2 separate regions of the Macaca mulatta genome follow, and region 1 is linked to region 2. Evidence: chromatin contacts called from public Hi-C data. All regions are on one chromosome and are shown on one strand. The core of a region is the stretch at or near the end of the contact, and the rest is flanking DNA. Distances in the headings are between cores, read along the strand shown. Region 1 overlaps ARHGEF26 (Rho guanine nucleotide exchange factor 26). Region 2 has its middle 150 kb from the start of ARHGEF26.

What was found. Hi-C and Micro-C count contacts between places; a contact is called where the count stands out from the background.
Region 1: a contact with region 2 is called in a Hi-C map of fetal cortex germinal zone, with 2.9 times the contacts expected there. The contact joins two enhancer-like sites. A contact is called at or near these places in 2 of 14 Hi-C or Micro-C datasets (fetal cortex germinal zone and fetal cortical plate).

What each region holds. Positions count from the first base shown.
Region 1 is chr2:57,421,604-57,427,477 of T2T-MMU8v2.0, forward strand. The region is part of intron 11 of ARHGEF26 (Rho guanine nucleotide exchange factor 26); the gene reads left to right. Among named protein-coding and RNA genes, the nearest start is that of DHX36, 81 kb to the right of the region's middle. Within about 2 kb of position 3,043, at least 7 of the 40 cell types and tissues checked have an H3K27ac peak or open chromatin away from gene starts, as enhancers often do. A contact at or near this core is called in fetal cortex germinal zone, where this site is marked.
Region 2 is chr2:57,143,452-57,149,524 of T2T-MMU8v2.0, forward strand. No RefSeq gene overlaps it. Among named protein-coding and RNA genes, the nearest start is that of ARHGEF26, 150 kb to the right of the region's middle. Within about 2 kb of position 1,565, at least 13 of the 40 cell types and tissues checked have an H3K27ac peak or open chromatin away from gene starts, as enhancers often do. A contact at or near this core is called in fetal cortex germinal zone, where this site is marked.

The DNA.
Region 1 (5,874 bases), core at 1,793-4,292, 280 kb after region 2:
TCAGTTTGGCTTGTTCTGGATTTGGAAGGAAAACTCCAGGAAGTCAGTTGCCATTAACTGTGAGAAACTACTAAAATACATAATATTTTAAGCCCAAAGACTTTGTTATTTTTTATTTTATTAAGATAGAGGTTCACTCTGTCACCGGGGCTGGAGTGCAGTGGCATGATCTCAGCTCACTGCAACCTCCCCCTCACGAGTTCAAGTGATTCTCCTGCCTCAGCATCCCAAAGAGCTGAGATTATAGGTGCTTATCACCACGCTTGGCTAATTTTTTTATTGTTAGTAGAGACGGGGTTCACCGTGTTGGCTAGGCTGGTCTCAAACTCCTGACCTCAATTGATCAGCCCGCCTCAGCTTCCAAACGTGCTGGGATTACAGGCATGAGCCACTGTGCCTGGCCAAAATACATAGGCTTTAAAAAGGAAAAAGGTTGTGGAAACCTAGATGTTAAATTTAGGGTATCATATGGGTTGGAATATTTTATAATAAAATGCAAAATAGATATTGCATCCCCAAAATTATTTTCCATGTTAAACTTCCTTTTTTGTTCCTTTGCCTGTGTTTTTCATACTTCCTGGAGTGCCCTCTTCAGGCCTCCTCAGGTGGCCAGGTAGGTCCTATTAGGGCCCATGTCAAGCCTTTCCTCTGCTGAGGAACCTCTCAGTACCGCACACTGCAGTCTCATCCTGAGAATGCCCAGTGCTCGCTGTGTGTGACACTCTTGTCAGTTCACTTTCCCCTCATGTTTTCTGTCTCACCCACCCTCCAGTGTATGACTCCAAACCCCCAGCCTACTCCTACATCCTTCCTTCCCTTTACAGAACTTCTCAAGAGAGTGGCCTTCGTTTCTCCGGATTAATTAATTCAGTGGATTTTTGTCAGGCACCTACTTCCCGTCAAGTGCTATTCTCAGTGCTGGGATGTAGCAGTGAAGCATACAGAGATCAGATCTCTGCTCTTAGGCTTATATCCAAGTGAAGAACCGATCCCCTTGGGCTTCCTGCTTTTAGGAAGATGACTGGATGGATGGAAGCTTTTGCCAGTCTGCGTGGGCAAATGGCCTGCAATGAACTGGGATGTTGGGAAAGCATTTCTTCTTGATCCAGTTAAAAATATAGGATCATTTCAGGTAGTGGTAAGTACCTAAAGCTGGTGATATGATCTGGAGTGAGTGCTAATTGGGGGGTGGTAGGGATATGTACTCTAACTTAGGTGGTGCAGAAAAACTTCTCTTAAGAGGTGATATTTGAGCCTTGAGTGAAAAGGGGGAGTCAACCCTTAGGAAAATGCAGAGTCAGAATGTTTCACCCAAAGAGAACAGCAAGTGCAAAACCTCTAAGGAAATGAGTTTAGTGTTCTCAAACTTGGCCTGAACCTGGAGAATGTGGCTGGAGCAGAATAAACCAGGGAGAGGGTGGTGGTCAGTGGGCAGCAAAGGCCAGTTTGTGTAAGAGCAGAGCTACTCCAGTGCTGTCTGTGGGCCGTCAGTCCTCAGGTAGTTACCAGCCTGGTATGTAGGAAGCAGTTTGACATTTCTGAGGCATCAAAACTTGTGATGATTTTAACAATTGATTTTTATTGTATTTCTAAAAACGCTTGGTCCGCAATGGATTCAAGGAGAGGAGACTGGTTCTCTACCAGAGGTATTTTGAGAAGTACTGATTTAGAGCCACGTAAGTCATAGCAGGAAGTTTCAGGAACAGCAGGGGCCCTGGGGTGAGGGACAGAAGTTTCAGTGGGGCGAACAATGAGAACCCTAACCCTAATCCTGTTGGAGTAGTCGAGGGAGTCCCAGTGTTGGCTTGGACCATGATATATAAGAGGAGATAGAAAAGTTGTATTTTGGAGACAAAAACAACAGGACCAACCGATGGATTGGATGAGTTGAGGTGGCAGTAACTTGAAGAGAGGAATCGATGATACTAAGATTTTTGGCGTGAGCTGCTAGCACCATATGTTGAGTTGTTTCTTAATCAACCTTGGCGTGGCTTCTTCCTCTGGCACCCTGTTGAGGCCTCTCCATCAGATTAACAGGCTTCCTGGTTTCACACTCAGCAGTTCAATCTTCCTCTTTCTTTACCTCTCGTATTTAGTTTTATTGACCATCCAGCTCTTTCACGCAAACCTTTTTTTTGAGATTATGTTTTTCTCAGCCTCTTATCTATGCTCTTAGTTTGCCTCTCACACCTATGGCCATTCCTCTTCTCTGTCTCTTCAAAAATGCAGCCTGTCCAGAACCAAACATCAACACTGCCCGTGGCTTTCCCCGACACACACATTCTGTAAATGGTACCATTGACACTGTTTTGTGTTATCCAGTCTGGAGACTTGGTGCTGTTTTTGATGCTTCTGTGTCAGAACAGATCCATCATCTGCCAGTTCTTCCTGTGTAAAAGTCTATTTCATCTTTCCACATCTTTCCATTCCACTGCCTCCTTCCTAGGTCAACCAGATCACTTTTGAACTACCCCGATGACCTCCTAGCCATTCTCCTCTCCCATCAATACAGTACTGTTTTATCACCAATCCCTCAGCTCAGCTCTAATCTTCTCCTTTCCTTGCTTTGTACATAGCGAGTGGGTTCCCAGTAAATATTTTTGGGATTCGTAAATATTATAACTAGCTTTTCTCTATCCAAGACAAGGTAGAAGAGTAACCGGGTGTGGAGAAAAACTGCTTCCTATCTGTCTCTATTTACTGCCCTTGTTGTTACTGCTGGAGCAAGTTTTTCCCAAATTTTACTTGTTTTTCAATGTTTGCTATTAAGGATTCAGTCAGTGTTTTTTGGGGTGTACATCTAAGTCATGTATACTGTGTTATATCTGTTTGTCCATGACAGGCCCTAAGTCATGGTATTGTTAATGAGACAATAGTCTGTGAAAAATACAAAAGCCTACCCTTTATAAAAGGACAAAAGAAGAATGTTTTACCACTGTCATTCCTTTTTCCCTCTGGGTCTTTCAAGAGGAATGTGGGAGCCAGAGAGCCCCCTTTGTCTGCCTTCATTAAAATGAAGCACAGACAGCTGCAGCTGGCACACACAACAGGCTGTGGCAAGTGGAATCCTTGGCTTCCTGCATTTGCAGTAAAATTTAGATGTCATTTGGGTGTAGTGTATACCGTCATGAAACATCTAGGACATGTTCAGTGATGAACATAAACTTTCTTCACTCATTATATGACAGTTATAGGATATGATGACCTTAGCCCATAATCAAATATCCTTCTCAAAATTTCTCCCTCACAGAGCTAGAAGCATAATGAATGTGGTCGGTGCTGTCAACCATCCAGACACCAATTCCTGGGCCTCCTGATAAAGGGGCATTGTTTGCAGGCAGCCTTTGAGCTTTTCCTGCTTCTGTTAATGATTTAATTAACAACAGGAAGTACATGGAATGGAATAAAATTGTAAATAGTATCTCTGACATGTTATATACTTCATCCTTTTAGAAAAATCACAACATAAAGACAGTACACATGGAAACATTGTGTTTGTTGCAGGGTACAGCATTTTTTCCTTGTCAAATCTAAATTCTAAGTCCAATCGTAATCTTACATTTGTCTAGTGCCTGTCAAAGGATCTGATCTTATGTAATCCTCATCACCAACCCCAACAGGACAGGAGGTCTTTTATCAACGAGGAAACATTATTGACCCGCTTCAGGTTAACTGAAGGATTCTGGACCAGATTTTTTAGGTCTGAACTAACGTAATATGATAAACAAGAAATAATTGATTTAACTATATAGCATGTGACAAAAATCAGAATTTTAGAACTCTTAATTAGTGGGCTAGGGATATTATTTTGCTTCAGTTGGATTTTTTTAAATTTGGCAAATTGAGCTGATAATCTAGTTGTTTAAGGCATTTTTAATGACTTTTTTTCACGCTGTGGGCTTTCATGGATCAGTTTTCTGAACTAATCTGGTTGAATTGAATGTGCAAGGGAATGAACAAAAACAGCTATCTTCACAATGCTATTCTTTACAAAGGTTCGAAGGACTTTTTTCAAAGGCCACGTATATAGAAAATTCAAAAGGAACCAAAGGTAAATGTGTAGGCTGTGAGAAGAAACACAAAAGGTAACTGGTCAAATGCCATTTTGGGAGGGATAAAAGGAAGGTTAAAGAGCAACTGAGGGTTCTTTTTTTCTATTGAGAAATCAGGAAAACCCTGTTAAGTGATGGAGTCCTCAGCCTGTGTTCTGTTCTGTGCAGCCTCACCTGCAGCCCTGCCTCTGTGATTTCAAAGCCTGCTTCCTACTTTCTCAGTATGTATCTGTCTTTTGTAGCTGATGCCTGGTATTCCATAAGAAGTGAGACTTTGCTGTATCTTTGACCTTCATGCAATTAACTTTAAACCTGCTGTGCATAATTAATTATATGAGAGAGAGAACAAGGTGCTACCACAGCTGATAGAAAACTGTAGAAACATCATTTCATGCCATGCATGGAGATTGAGGTTATGAAAGGACTGCATTTATAGATATTTAAGTTCAAAGAGTCTCTTCTCCATTTAGTCTTCTCTCTCTGCCTAGGGCAAACGTTTTGGCAGAGTGTTCCATTTCAGCACACTGCACGCTGTGTTGGGTTTTGTTGAGTGTTTTCTGCTCTGTGTGTTCCTTCATATTGCGGGCGGTGAAAAGCCAGGGAGTCCAGCGTATTCACTCTGCACCCCTGCCCAGCTCAGGGCCTGTGCAAAGTGAATGTGGGTGGAGGAAGGAGCGGTCGGGTGAGTCTTGAAAGTTGATATGCTGCAGATGGGCTTCAGTGCAGCATTGCTTACTCTGTCCCTTTGGGCAAAGGGAAAAGTCTGTGAACTGGCTGTGTGGTAGATTGTGAATTCATCTCGATTGTTTTGTATCAATATGTCCCTGGAGAAAATAGATGTCTGTGAGTGAGCCCTAGACTTCAGAGCTAAATTTAATAGTAGGTAAGTCGGCCGGGCGCGGTGGCTCAAGCCTGTAATCCCAGCACTTTGGGAGGCCGAGATGGGCGGATCACGAGGTCAGGAGATCGAGACCATCCTGGCTAACACGGTGAAACCCCGTCTCTACTAAGAAATACAAAAAACTAGCCGGGCGAGGTGGCGGGCGCCTGTAGTCCCAGCTACTCGGGAGGCTGAGGCCGGAGAATGGCGTGAACCCGGGAGGCGGAGCTTGCAGTGAGCTGAGATCCGGCCACTGCACTCCAGCCTGGGCAGCAGAGCGAGACTCCGTCTCAAAAAAAAAAAAAAAAAAAAAAAAAAAATAGTAGGTAAGTCTATGCCCTGGTTTTTCCTGTCCCTAAAATCCATCTTACAACAGCTTAGTTCCTGCTTTAGAGATGTAGTGCTCTCTGCTTCATAGCTGGGGAGCTTTTTTTTTTTTTTTTTTTTTTCCCCTGAGACAGAGTTTCGCTCTTGTCACCCAGGCTGGAGTATAATGGCGCACTCTCGGCTCACCGCAACTTCCGCCTCCCAGGTTCAAGCAATTCTCTTGCCTCAGCCTCCTGAGTAGCTGGGATTACAGGCATGCACCACCACGCCCAGCTAATTTTGTATTTTTAGCAGAGATGGGGTTTCTCCATGTTGGTCAGGCTGGTCTTGAACTCCCAACCTCAGGTGATCCACCCACTTCGGCCTCCCAGAGTGCTGGGATTACAAGCGTGAGCCGCAGTGCCTGGTCTCTTGGCAGGCTTTTGGAAGCCCCAGGGAAAGTCCTGTGGATTTGACAGCATCTGAGATGGGGGTGAGACTGACTCAATTGAAGCAGTTTCAAGAAGCTGCTGCTTTCAGTGATAGCAACAATGAGTGTCTTGTTGTATCCTCTGGAGTCCCTGCGAGGGGCGGCCATGTCTCAGAGATGCTATTAGCATCCAGGCAGCATGCCAC
Region 2 (6,073 bases), core at 315-2,814:
TTAATGGTCAGTGCATGGAAACTAAGAAGGAAAACTCTTGGAACGTGATACAAGCCAAAAATGGCCAGAAAACTTGAGAGTCAACCAGTGAAGTACTTGTGCTTTCCAAAGAGCTTTGTTCTGCTAGAAACTCTCAGTGACAAGAATGCCTAGTTTCATTTGACAGGGTTCAGAGTCAAGCACTACCCTTAGACCTGGACAGGAGGCTGTCCTGCCCTAATCCCATGCTCTTGAGTGATCCCCCCTCCAAGGGATAAGGAGCCAACAAGACCAGAACTGCCCAGCTGCCCAAAGGCCACACTCTGGAGGCTCAGGACCTGTAATTCCTGTTCAAACAGCCCCAAACTTCCTCTGAGAGCTACATAAGCCTTTCCCAGGTTTGTTCTTTCTTTCCAACAGAGCACCTGGGCTTGAGGAGTGAGCAAAAGGCATTTGTACATGGTGTTTTTGAAAAGGTATGGGGAATGGAGCTTGGGAATACACACTAGGTAGGGTACCCACACTTTGTAAGTCAGACCCTCATGGTGCAGAATAGAGCAAGGGATGGAAGAGAAGGGCTGGGGGCAAGGTGAGAAGAACAGAGGTCAAGGCCCCAGGACCATGAATACTCAACTCTCTGAATACTGCCACAATCTGGCTAACTTCAAAAAGTTTAAGAGGCTGGACAAGGTGGCTCATCCCTGTAATACTAGCACTTTAGGAGGCCAATGTGGGAGGATCTCCTAAGGCAAGGAGTTTGAGAACAGCCCTGGCAACATGGGGGGACCCCATCTCTCCAAAAATAAAAATTAGCTGGGCATAGTGGCACACACCTGTAGTCCCAGCTACTCAGGAGGCTGATGTGGGAGAATCACTTGAGCCAGGGAGGTGAAAGCTACAGTAAGCTATGATTGTGCCACTGCACTCCAGCCTTGGTGACAGAGGAAGACCGTGTGTCAAAAAAAATAAAAATAAAAAAATAAGAAGAATTCTAAATGTGAATCTGATTTTTTATGTCTTTAAGAAGGTGTTTTGTCAAGACAGGTAAATAGAACATTTTATTTAACAGTCTGGTAGCTTAATTTATAACTTTTAAATATTTAACCATGAGAAATGTGGGCTTGCATTTGTTCTCTTACCCCATTTCTGAAAATAAAATAATGTGAGAATTGCTCCTCACCAAAGTCCTGCCTCCCATAATAGCTTTTGCCATATCGGGTTCACTGGAGGTGGTTTTGCTCTTAACTTCACTGTATCTTAACTATGTTTCCCCTGCCTCTTGGAGTTTGGATAGCACCATGTATTCCAATTCGTTGGACATTTTTTATCTACAATCTGCTCGCTGACAATCTGATAACTAGACCTTTGTTTCTAGGTAGCTTATTGAACTGGATTTAACCTTGTATTTTTTATCCTTTCCTTACCCTTCTCACCCTCCTCTGTCCCAGGCAGGCACCCACATTCATGCTTTATTGCTCCCTCCCCTATAACTCCTTTTATAAAGTCTGACTCATTTCAGGCCCTTTGTGTGTTCCTTCTGGCTTCATCTATGGTGACTGCCTGCCAATTTCTCAGTCTCTGCTCCTCCGCTCCGCATACTTTCTGGCTGCTTCTCAGTTCTCATTCTTCAGCAATTTCAATTGCTTACACCCGATGAGCATTTGCCTTCTTCCTTTGCTTCTTGTATCTTTATGGGAGATAGGAAATTAATTGTTTATTCCCAATTTTGGTATTCTTCCTCTCAATTCCTCCCAGACATTGAGTCTCCACCCCACTGGGGGGTAAGAATAATAATAATTTTAAAAATTGCTTTTGTAAGAATGGAAAGGAAGCGATCCCATTCCTCCCCTTCATAAAGGTCACGGCTGGCATTACTCTAACAAAGACAAGTTCAGAAGAGAAAAGCATGACAAACTTATGTGATCATAGTTTGATGTGACACAGGATTTATGCTTAGGTTGAATGGAGTAATGGCAGCCATGTAAAAATACGATAGGACAAAACAGTTATAATCTAATGCCAAGAGACTTGAGTGTAGAAACTTAGCAAGTCCTGTCCAAAATTTTATCTGGACTCTCTGTGCAGCATTTTTTCCTCTTGGATATGGGGTAGGACCCCTTTGAAATGGGGTCTTAATTTCTTCAAAACCAGCTGTTACACAGAAAGGCAGTTTGCTGGGAGCTGAGAGTAATATTTTTAGGTTTTATGGTTGGCTTTGGGGAAAAAATGGCTCTGGTTTCTCTGACCTGCCTAGGGGAAGGGAGATTCTCATTTCTATGCCTTGCCTCCGGGGAGAATGAAGGGGAAGAGATGAGAAGACAGGACAAGGTCAGAGACTTTGCTTCTAAGACTGTTCCTTAGGCCTTTTGTTGGGGTGTTGTTTTCTGAGCCCCAGCACTTCTACTCCAACACTGACTAGATTGCAGCTGGCTTTTGAAGCTGGGAGAGTGCCATATTCACCAGTGACTTTCCAATCATTGCTTCGCTTTCATTTCTTCTCAATTTCTTTTTTCTCTTTTAATAAAAGTTGCCAAGAAACTTTACAAAGTGACTAGAAATATAGCAGAGTTAAAATCCTTTACCAAGACCATTTTATATATCTAAATATGAGTTACTAAGGTGGCTGAGAGGCTGTCTTGTGCTTATGTGTTTATGTGGCTTTGAGATTATGTGTTTTATTTTATAAAATTAGTGATTAATTAGGCTGACAAAATGACATGAGACTTTTTGAAAATTTATCCTGGAGACCAGGCATGGTGGCTCATGCCTATAATCCCAGCACTTTGGGAGTCCGAGGCAGGCAGATCACCTGGGGTCAGGAGTTCAAGACCAGCCTGGCTAACATGATGAAACCCTGTCTCTACTAAAAATGCAAGATTAGCTGGGCCTGGTGGCAGGCACCTGTAATCCTACCTACTCGGGAGGCTGAGGTGGGAGAATCGCTTGAACCTGGGAGGAAGAGTTTGCAGTGAGCAGAGATCACGCCACTGAACTCCAGCCTGGGCGACAAGAGCGAACTCCATTTCAACAAAAGAAAAAAGAAAAAAAAAGAAAAGAAAAATTACCCTGGAATTGCAAGACTCACTATGCTGGAAAGAACCTTAGAGATTATCCAGCCCCAATCCCTTGTTTACTAGTAGAAAGACTTGGAACAGAAATTTAAGCAGTTCGCCAAATAATAAATTACAGCTATTATGTATAGCTTATGTGCTGAGGACCTCATCTAATACTTAAAGCAAGTAATTCCTATAGCAAATATACTATTTTATGGTAAAATTTTAGAAATATTCCTATTAAAACCAGGAACAAGGCATGATGACTTTTATTACTGCCACCCTTTGACATTGTTCTAGAGGGCCAGGCCCAATAAAACAAGAAAAATAGTATTTTATGTATAAGGAACACTTAGAAATGTTTAGATGGCCATAAAGTAAAAGACTCACAGTATGAATCACATGAAAAATTAAAACTTTTATGTTTAAAAAAGTGACAACATAAACAAAGTTAAGAAACAAATGAAAAATGGGGAAAATATTTGGCGTCTACATGGAGAAACAAGATTAATATGTGCAGTATGTAAATCAGTTAAAAAGAAATAAATATCAAGAGAAAAATGAGACAAAATATATAAATAGAAGATGAAATTCAAAGAGTCAATAAATGTAAAGCATCACACTAGCATCAGATCGGAGGTAAATGAGAAAAAAAAATGTTAGTTGTATAAAGACACCAAAATCGTACTGTAGTAAGTTTTGTATTAAATCTCCTGACAAGTCATCATCATGGCAGATGGGAGGCAGGAATAGATTGTAGCTCCAACTCAGACAGACACAGCAGCATGCAGAGGCTCACATCATGAATTTTAGCTACAGATAAACTGCAAGCAAAAAACCAGCAATCCCAAGAGGACCCACAGACCCTCTGAAGGAAGCAGACTGCTCCTGCAGGACCCAGGAGACACCCCAAATACTGTGAGTGCCCCAACTGCAGAAGTGGGAAAGGGAGAGCCTCCTCTCCTGAACACACACCCCACTGGAGAATCTGAAGGTCTTTTTGCAGGAGAAGTTTCTGACCTTGCCTGGAGCTGAGTCAATTTAGAGAACCAAGCAAAATCCAGAGAAAGCAGCAGAAAGGCCCTGGGAGCTCAATGGGTCCCCAGGCAGGCCATTCCTGCCTGGCACCACAGGGATCCAAAGGGAGGGTGGCCAGAGGAGCCAGAGGGTAGGGGTGAACACCACAGGGAGAAGGAAATCTCCAGCTAACTTGGTAACAATTTGAACTGGGTGAGAAACCTCCTGGCCAGAACTCAGAGGACGGCACAAATCCAGTGTGCAGACTCCACAGGCAGGGGAAGAACTAAGCCCTTTTCTTTTGCAGCTGGAAGGTGGGTAACCTGGGGTAAGTTCTCAAGCCCAGCTTGCCCAACACCTGGAAACAGACTTAAAGCTGTTAAAGGGGGCATGGTGGGTGTGAGACCAACCCAGCCCTTTGGTTTGCATGGGAGCTGGGTGAGGCCTGTGACTGCTGGCTTTCCCCCACTTCCCTGACAACCTGCATGACTCAGCAGAGACAGCCATAATCCTCCTAGGTACACAACTTCATTGACCCGGAACCTCACCCATCCCCCATAGCAGCTGCAGCAAGACCTGCCCAATGAGAGTCTGAGCTCAGACATCCCAGTCCTGCCTCCACCTGATAGTCCTTCCCTACCCACCCTGGTAGCTGGGGACAAAGGACATATGATTTTGGGAGTTCTAGGGCCCCTGCCACTGCTGGTTCCTCTTCATATACCAAAGCTGATGCTCTCTGGAAAGCACCATGGCACCATGTCCCGGCAGGAAGCCAACCAGAACAAAAATAGAGCATTAAAACACTAAAGCTAAGAACCCTAGGAGTCCACTGCACCTCCCTGCCACTTCCACCAGAACAGGTGCTGGCATCCACAGCTAAGAGACCCATAGACAGTTCACATCACAGGACTCTGTGCAGACAACCCCCAGTACCAGCCCAGAGCTGGGCAGACTTGCTGGGCAGCTAGACCCAGAAGAGAGACAACAATTGCTGCAGTTTGGCTCACAGGAAGCCACATTGATAGGAAAAAGGGGAGAGTACTACATCAAGGGAACATCTCATGGGACAAAATAATCTGAACAACAGACTTCATCCCTAGACCTTCCCTCTGACAGAGCCCACCCATATGAGAAGGAACCAGGAAACCAACTCTGGTAATATAACAAAACAAGGCTCTTTAACATCCATAAAAAATCACACTAGTTCACCAGCAATGGATCCAAACCAAGAAGAAAACCCTGATTTACCTAAAAAAGAATTCAGGAGGTTAGTTATTAAGCTAATAAGGGAGGCACCAGAGAATGGCAAAGTCCAATGCAAGGAAATCTAAAATAACAATACAAGAAGTAAAGGGAGAAATATTCAAGGAAATAGTTTAAAGAAAAAATAATCAAAAATTCAGGAAACATTGGACACACTTATAGCAAGGCAAAATGCTCTGGAAAGTCTCAGCAATAGAACCAAACAATTAGAAGAAAGAAATTCAGAGCTTCAAATTAACCCAATCCAACAAAGACAAAGAAAAAAGAATAAGAAAATATGAACAAAGCGTCCAAGAAGTCTGTGATTATGTTAAGCAAACAAACCCAAGAATAATTGGTGTTCCTGAGGAAGAAGAGAATTCTAAAAGCTTGGTAAACATATTTGGGGGAATAATCGAGGAAAACTTCCTCAGCCTTGCTAGAGACCTAGACATCCAAATACAAGAGGCACAAAGGACACCTGGGAAATCTGTTGCAAAAAGACCATCGCCTAGACACATTGTCAACAGGTTATTGGAAGTTAAGGCAAAGGAAAGAATCTTAAGAGCTGTGAGACAGAAGCACCGGGTAACCTATAAAGGAAAACCTGTCAATTAACAGCAGATTTCTCAGCAGAAACCCTACAAACTAGCAAAGATTGGGGGCCCCTATCTTCAGCCTCCTCAACAAAACAATTATTTAGCTAAGAATTTTGTATCCAGCAAAACTAAGCATCATACATGAAGGAAAGGTAGTCTTTTTCAGACAAACACTGAAAGAAT